Regions from separate parts of the Gossypium hirsutum genome. Here region 2 is linked to region 1. The links are chromatin contacts, called in public Hi-C maps. All regions are on one chromosome and are shown on one strand. The core of a region is the stretch at or near the end of the contact, and the rest is flanking DNA. Distances in the headings are between cores, read along the strand shown. Region 1 holds the start of LOC107886107 (probable xyloglucan 6-xylosyltransferase 5). Region 2 holds the start of LOC107886114 (40S ribosomal protein S2-2).

What was found. Hi-C and Micro-C count contacts between places; a contact is called where the count stands out from the background.
Region 2: a contact with region 1 is called in a Hi-C map of leaf, with 2.9 times the contacts expected there. The contact joins the promoter of LOC107886114 here to the promoter of LOC107886107 in region 1. A contact is called at or near these places in 3 of 34 Hi-C or Micro-C datasets (hypocotyl and leaf).

What each region holds. Positions count from the first base shown.
Region 1 is chrA03:18,868,422-18,872,235 of Gossypium_hirsutum_v2.1, reverse strand. It overlaps LOC107886107 (probable xyloglucan 6-xylosyltransferase 5), which reads left to right and starts at 2,543. Exons shown (of 1, transcript XM_016809945.2): 1 at 2,543-3,814. The coding sequence starts at 2,905.
Region 2 is chrA03:19,133,139-19,137,174 of Gossypium_hirsutum_v2.1, reverse strand. LOC107886114 (40S ribosomal protein S2-2) reads right to left here and starts at 2,558. Exons shown (of 2, transcript XM_016809950.2): 1 at 1,643-2,558; 2 at 744-1,098. The coding sequence starts at 2,293. The coding sequence ends at 940.

The DNA.
Region 1 (3,814 bases), core at 1,294-3,793:
ATTTTTGTAATCATAAAACAATAATTGAGTTACTTTTTGGGGTTGCCTCAGTTGGAAATGGAGGCACTCATTGTTAGAGTAGAAAGAATGTCATTTTTCTAAATAATTTAATATTAGAGTAATTTTTATAATTTTTTTGTATTTTTAAGTTATTTATCTAAAAAATCTCACATAGTGTGAACTGTAACTATATACGAACTGTAGTAAATTGTAATGTAATTGTTTTGTGTATGTGATTGTTTTAATGACTGTGATAGCATCCTTTAATTCAAACCCAACAACTGAATTGGGTAAAGGGTGTTAGCATTAGTCTAAGTTTTAAATCTTTGTAACAATGTTGTGAAAACTGCTTATCCATCAACTTACCTACTGATATTATTAGCATTTTGCACAGCACTCCCTTACGACATGGGGAAGAATTTTTTGCATAAATTATGTTGGGCCCCTCCACTTCAAGAGAGTTTACCTTGGCAAGTGCCTATAAACTCACTAGTGGTAACCTGGAAAAGTAGAATGATGAAGACGAGGGGTTGTGGAACACTAGTTGGTGAGCTAACCTTCCACCTAAACTTAAAACCTTCTTCTGGAAGTGTGGGCTTCAGATTCTGCCCACAAATATACTGCTTTCAGAGAGAGGTTGTGCGGGAGAGAAGGCTTGTAGCTTAGGCTGCGATACGGATAAAGAAGTTGAGCATATTCTGTTCTATTGCAGCAAAGCCAGAATTAGCTTCGAAGCTCTGGGCTCATAAACCTAAACTTCCTACTAAGTTAATTTTTGCTTTTGGCTTGTGGGAAATATGGCTCCATAGGAATGACTCTGTGTTGAATCCGGGTACAATTCAAAAAGATATAGCCTTATGTGCCATCAATGGGGCTGCTGAGTTCTTTGCAGTTCCTGGAGCCACGAAGAAAATCCCACTTCCCATTTGTGTCGCTATCTCTTGGAAACCACCAGCAGATAGCTCATCCATAGGAAATCTAGGAATTGGGGGAGCTGAGACAATAATTAGAGACCACAATGGTCTTTGGATTATTAGTTCTCACTGTCATTTTCCGTTTGCGACCAACATTGAAACTGAACTTTGGGCAGTTAGAAACCGCCTTACACTTGCTAGGAGATTGGATCTTAGACATTTGGACACTGAAGACGATGCTACTCTTATTATTCATTTTATGTCCAATAATTCTTTCTCTAATCCTATTTTATTTCCTTTAATTGACAAATGTAAGATGCTTCTCTATTATGACTTCTAGGAGCTTTATGGAGAACGAAAGAGATGTGTTGATCCCCTGAGCAACTTGCGATCCACTTCTCTATCGGATTGTAATTTTGGGTGAAGTGCAGCACATGAACCTTATTTGTTTTGCAGATGACACATGGCACGTGACACTGGGTTCGAAGGCCGGCATTTGAGATGGGCTCCTCCTTGTCCCATCTAATAAATCACACAAAAGTAATAAATATTTTTTATCCAAAAAAAAAGTGCATATTTAATTATTTCGATCGTATTTACCTTGATATAATTTATTTAAAAAATAACAAACACCATTAGATTTATTTATTCCTCCAAGTGAGACCTGTCCATGTACGTGCAGTCCACGCTCTTTTACTTGCGTCATTTTTTGGTTTTGCGTTGGGGGACAAGTTGGATCCCGGAAATCAACGCGTTGGAGCTAGCTGTGTTGCGCAAATTTAGTCCATGGAGATGGAGGCGCCCGCCGACACCGCCCCGCTGCTTCATTTTTCGCACCTAACTTCAGTAACAGTAAATTCTTTTGGATTTGGTTAATCTAAATCACATTAAATGGACCCCTTTTTTTTCTTTTTTTGGGTAAACTAATTAAATTATAATTGAATATGTATTTACAATATTATTTTTTAAAAGATTACTATCAATATAAAATATATTAAAAATAGTGAATAGAAATATTATTTTCCAATATATTAAAATTTGTCACATGAAATTGCACTTCCAATTTTATAGAACTGGGCTCTCTCTCCTTGCTACCATGTGGCAAATCAGTTTTTCTTCATAAACGTATTTATTGTTAACTAATTGTCGTGAATATATTGTTACTACCAATTCTAATTAGGCTTAAAATTTTATAAGGATTAATACATTATTAATATAAAAAAATTATACACTATTTGAAGTTTTCTTTAACGTGGTATATATATATATATTTTAATGTGATACATGTATTTAACAATAGTTTTATATTTTAGTATCCAAAGTTAATTATATTAATTTTTTAGTGTTTAATTTGATTTTTAAGATTAGTTTGATGAAATATAATTGTTAATGTTAATAAATTTAAATTTTTCATGATTTTATTAATAGAATAAATTAAATATTATTTATGAATTTATTTAATTTTTAGATTTAACCTGTTAAATACTTTGGATTTTTTAGGTTGAATTATGAAAAATAATTGTTAACTAATTATGAATTTTAATTAAAGCTAGTAAAAAAGTAATGATGCAGTAAATAATGTATTATAAGTGATTTTTAAAATAATAAGTAAATGATATCTATGAATATAATTAAACAAATAAAATAATGAGAAAAGACAGTCAAGTGTTAGGACATAAACATGTTTTCTCCGATCTCGCTGTCTCAATCTTTCCCACTTTCCATCCCTCTTCGTCTCCTTCAATTCATTTCTTTAGTTTAAAATTCTCACTCATCTCTCTCTGTCTCTCTCTCTCTCCACTTTAAAATCTCAAAAAATCCAAAAACAAACGAAGATATAGGAGTATCCCGGTTTCACTGCAAACGCCATTGATGAGAGCTTAGTTTGTAGAGAAAGAGATTCAGTTCGAGCGATTTATGTTTGTAGAAAAACGACGCTTGGGATTTCTTTCCTTGCTCTGTTTTTACTTATTTTGAGGGTCTAACCTTTATGGGTCAAGACAGTTTCACTCCCCAAAAGAGATCTTTTACCGGTGGCGGCGGCTTACCCACGACCAACAACGCTGCTGCTGGTGGCGGAAGATCCCGTGTATTAGCAGGAATGCCGCGTGGGAGGCAGATCCACAAGACCTTCAACAACATTAAAATCACGATCCTCTGCGGCTTCGTTACCATACTTGTTCTACGGGGTACAATCGGCGTTGGCAATTTGGGAAGCTCCGAAGCCGATGCTGTTAACCAAAACCTAATCGAAGAAACGAGCCGGATCCTAGCTGAGATCCGCTCCGACTCCGACCCTACCGATCCGGACGAACCTCCTGAAACCGAGATCAATCCCAATACTACCTACACGCTCGGACCCAAAATCTCGGATTGGGACCAGCAACGTAAGGTTTGGCTTTCAGAAAACCCCGAATTCCCTAATTTTGTTAATGGCAAAGCTCGGATCTTACTTGTTACAGGGTCGCCCCCAAACCCTTGTGATAATGCTATAGGAGATCATTATTTGTTGAAAGCGATAAAGAATAAGATCGATTATTGTAGGCTTCATGGGATTGAAATTGTTTATAATATGGCTCATTTAGATAAGGAGTTGGCTGGGTATTGGGCGAAATTGCCATTAATTAGGAGATTAATGTTGTCTCATCCTGAAGTTGAGTGGATTTGGTGGATGGATAGTGATGCTTTTTTTACAGATATGGTGTTTGAGATTCCTTTGTCCAAGTATGATAAGTATAATTTGGTTGTTCATGGTTACCCCGATTTAATGTTCGAGCAGAGGTCGTGGATTGCTTTGAATACGGGGAGTTTCCTGTTTAGGAACTGCCAGTGGTCGTTTGATTTGCTTGACGCGTGGGCGCCAATGGGACCTAAGGGTTCTATTCGTGAGGAAGCCGGGA
Region 2 (4,036 bases), core at 1,309-3,808, 260 kb before region 1:
TGGTATATTTATTTATAGTTAGTGTAAAATCAACAGTGACGATAAAATTAAATACTACAACAATACTGTAACATGAAACAAAAACGTACCGACTGGAGCAGCTTACTTCAATTTTTGCACTACAAATTCAAACGCCATGGTCCAAAGGGGACTAATTTTTTTTTTCAATTTTAGGTTTTGTTGAAAAAGTTTAAGTGCTTCTGACCCCTGTTTTATAAAATTGGGCTTCTTGACTCACTGTAATTTGCAGGATTTCTCAAACTTTTTTAAAAAGACTCATAAATTCTCCATGAAGAAAGTGCGTATTAAACAAAGTTTAATCAAGTCACCGTCAATTTTTCCGCACTTCGACTTCCATTATTTTAATTTATTTTTTATAAAAATATTTTAAAAACTAATATATTCAAAGTTCTGAAAACATGTTTTTACACCAAAAAATAAATTTATAAAATCAATGTGAATCAAATTTGACCACTAAAAGACATAATATGACAAGTTAACTTGGACATAGAAAGCTTCTACTCAAACTTCTCACTCTGCTCGGCTCGATTTCAATCCAATATTTTTTCATCACAGGGTGAAACATGTGGAATTTTTTTAAAAAATGGGGCCTAGAGAGATTTTATAAAGCCTGTTCCAACCAGTCTTTTGGGTTGAAAAATGATCCATATTCTTTCGAATTTAGACTTGATAAGAAGCATGCTATCATATTATGAAACATTAATTCACAAGCAAGCAGCATATAAATAGACAAGTCCTCAACTCATCCACAATCTTTATAAAGAATCCAGATGAAAAAACACAACAAAATTGAACCATTACTGATTTAATCTCATGACAAAATCAAAACAAGCAAAGACACAAGTAAAGATTGCAACATAGAAAGGACCTAGACACACATCCAACTTACTAATAAGTAATGACACTGTTGATCTTCAATCAGATATCAACTCTCTCGACATCTTCCAGTACAAGGGTCTTCGATGGCTTTCCCAACAGATCAGTATACTCCTGGAATGGAGACCTTGTGAAACGAGTCTCTCTCCAGAAATCCGGTGTCAAGAAACCATATGTTTTCAGAAGACATTCAAAGGTGGCCTGCAAGTTTTGAGCAACAACCACCAATAATGAGATATAGTCAATAAATTCGCATCTCTGAATCGCATATTAAGTGTAGTTCACTTCAAACTCTAATTCTTCAAGTTCAAGCAAAACACATATGGAATCAGACTATTCTTTAAGAGTTTATTATCATGTTTATACATCTTAAGGTTATTTAATATATATGCATACACGTACACATAGAAAAACAAATTCATATTCACCATAGACAACACAAATCCCAAAACATGCTAGGAAATAGAAAGCATCAGCGACCACCTTACCTAAATCACAAACTTGAATTCAATTAATTAACGTTATACTTATTCAAATAGATCTATATATGTTTCATATAAACCAAGCAAACTATAATATCTCACCGTATGAAAGAAGAAACAGTAGGCAACAAAACAAAAGTTAATGAATAGAAACTGAAACATTAAGCAACCCATATTCAAACAGATCTAGATAAACCCATAAACAGTCTTAAATTACGAAAATATCAAATCAAATAAAAAATTTTGGGAGAAAAAGTTGATACCTTGACAAAGTTTCCAAGAGTTTTGGTTGAACCCCTTGAAGAAGTGAAGACATCTTCAATTCCAGCAAACTGAAGCACCTTTTTGGGAACCCTAGCAGCCACAATACCAGCACCTCTAGGAGCCGGCACCATCCTAACGGTGACGGACCCACATTTCCCGGTAACCTTGCATGGAACAGTATGGGGTTTTCCGATCTTATTTCCCCAGTAACCTCTTCTAACCGGTATCACTGACAACTTAGCCAATATGATCGCCCCTCTTATAGCCGTCGCAACTTCTTTGCTACATTTGACACCGAGTCCAACGTGTCCATTTCCGTCACCGACGACGACGAAGGCCTTGAAGCGCGTACGCTGACCGGCGCGAGTTTGTTTCTGAACTGGAGTGATCTTCATGACCTCGTCTTTCAGTGAAGGGCCGACGAGTTGGTCGATGATTTGGTACTCCTTGATAGGGAGAGAATGGAGGTAGATTTGCTCAAGGGATGTGATCTTGCCGGCTTTGACTAAGCGGCCGAGTTTCGTGACGGGTACCCATTTTTCCTCTTCGTCCTTGCGGCCGCGGCGCCTGCCTCTTGGACCACGGTCACCTCTACCACCACCAAAGCCACGCCTGAAAGCGCCGCGTTCACCTCCGCCTCTTTCTGCCATTTTTTTTCCTTTTGCCTTTGGTTAGGGTTTGAGACAAATGGTGAGACTGAAAGAAGGTAATAGAAGCGGCTAGGGTTAGGATTTTATATGCAGAGAGTGAGCAAGTTAGGGTTTTGATTTTTTGGGCTAACAAAAAGTTTATGGGCTATGAGCTTCCATTGTATTTGTCGAGCTTAAGAAATAGAATTGGATTTTTTTTTGTGAATAATTGGATTCTATTTTTCATTTAATGTATAATGTCTCAAAAAAAAATTTATAAAAGTTTATGAAAATAAATTTTAGAAACAAATATATAAGAGATAATTTTTAAAAACCACTGAAATTTTTTCAATATAACCTTTTTTTCAAAACCAATTAAAACCCATCCAACTTATTTATGACACATAAAAAATAAAAGCAATTCATATTAACAATTTTATATAGTTGGTTTAATTGTATCATCTTTCATACAAAATTAAAATATTTAGAGGTTTAAGTTTCATTAATTAAAAAATATAGACAATAAAAATATAAAAATTCAGTTTTTTATTCGTTTTGTTATGAAATAAAGAGAGAAAATAACAAAAGAATTCATTAATGGGAATGTTTACAATGTTTCCTTACTAAAATAAAAGCTCTGTGAGAAAAAAAAATTTAGTGAAAGAAAAAATATTTATAATATATATAACATGCCGCCTCGTTAAAAACTTTACCAAGAAAATTCAATGGGACAAACCCAATGATGATATGAATATTTATCAAACAACATTTATTAGATACATATCTATGTATTTAATCTTGAATACTAACATTTTAATGATCACTTGAATGATGTGGTGCTTAATAAATGTTTATATCATCATTCTTCTAAATGTCATGAGTGAGGAAGAATTTTAGGAAAATATATTTTGATTTCTTTAGGAATTCCAATAATAATAATACCAAAACTTGATCATGATATTAAAAATATATATAGGTAATTTGAATCCCTTTATAATCTTTCTTCAAGTATTATTCGCTAAGTCAAATTTACCCTATATGTTCATATCATTTTAATGCATATAAATGTTTACACAAACATATTGAACAATTTCTCGGGAATTTTTATATGCTTCTAACATTCTAAATCCTTCAAGGATTTCAAACTTCGCTATATAGTGATTTGTATAAAGATTGTAACAACAATTATAAGACACATGTTAAATCTTTCATAAATTGCTAGGATAATAAAATATTTAAAGGTTATTGCATCCACCACAAAAAAATATTATACCTTTCATACTCAATGCTAGGACTTAGCGAAAATTTTCGTTTTTCTTATTTTGTTTTCACATAACTACGCATTCATACCTCACTGGTTTTATACCTTTAGACATTTGGACTATTAGCTAAAAAACTTTATGGATTTAATTTTACTTGAATTGCTTCTTTTCATTCTAGCCAATCTATTCCATGTCTATATTTATTGGCAAATTTATTAAAGATCCTCATTTTCTTTCATTATTTCAATAATAATATTGCATGCAAAATTGTTGTTGACAACTTTCTATTCTTACAGTTCCATATTTTCTCATATTGACATTACGTATCGAGATCTCTTTATTTTCACTATTGTTATCTTCAATTTCAGGTACCTGAATCTCTTATAGAGTTTTAATAATTAGTTATGTTTTGAGTCTCTTCAGGAACACCTACGTCCACTATATGACCATCTATATTTATTATTTTCTTTTATGAGAATTTTCTCTTTGGAACCAATCGATA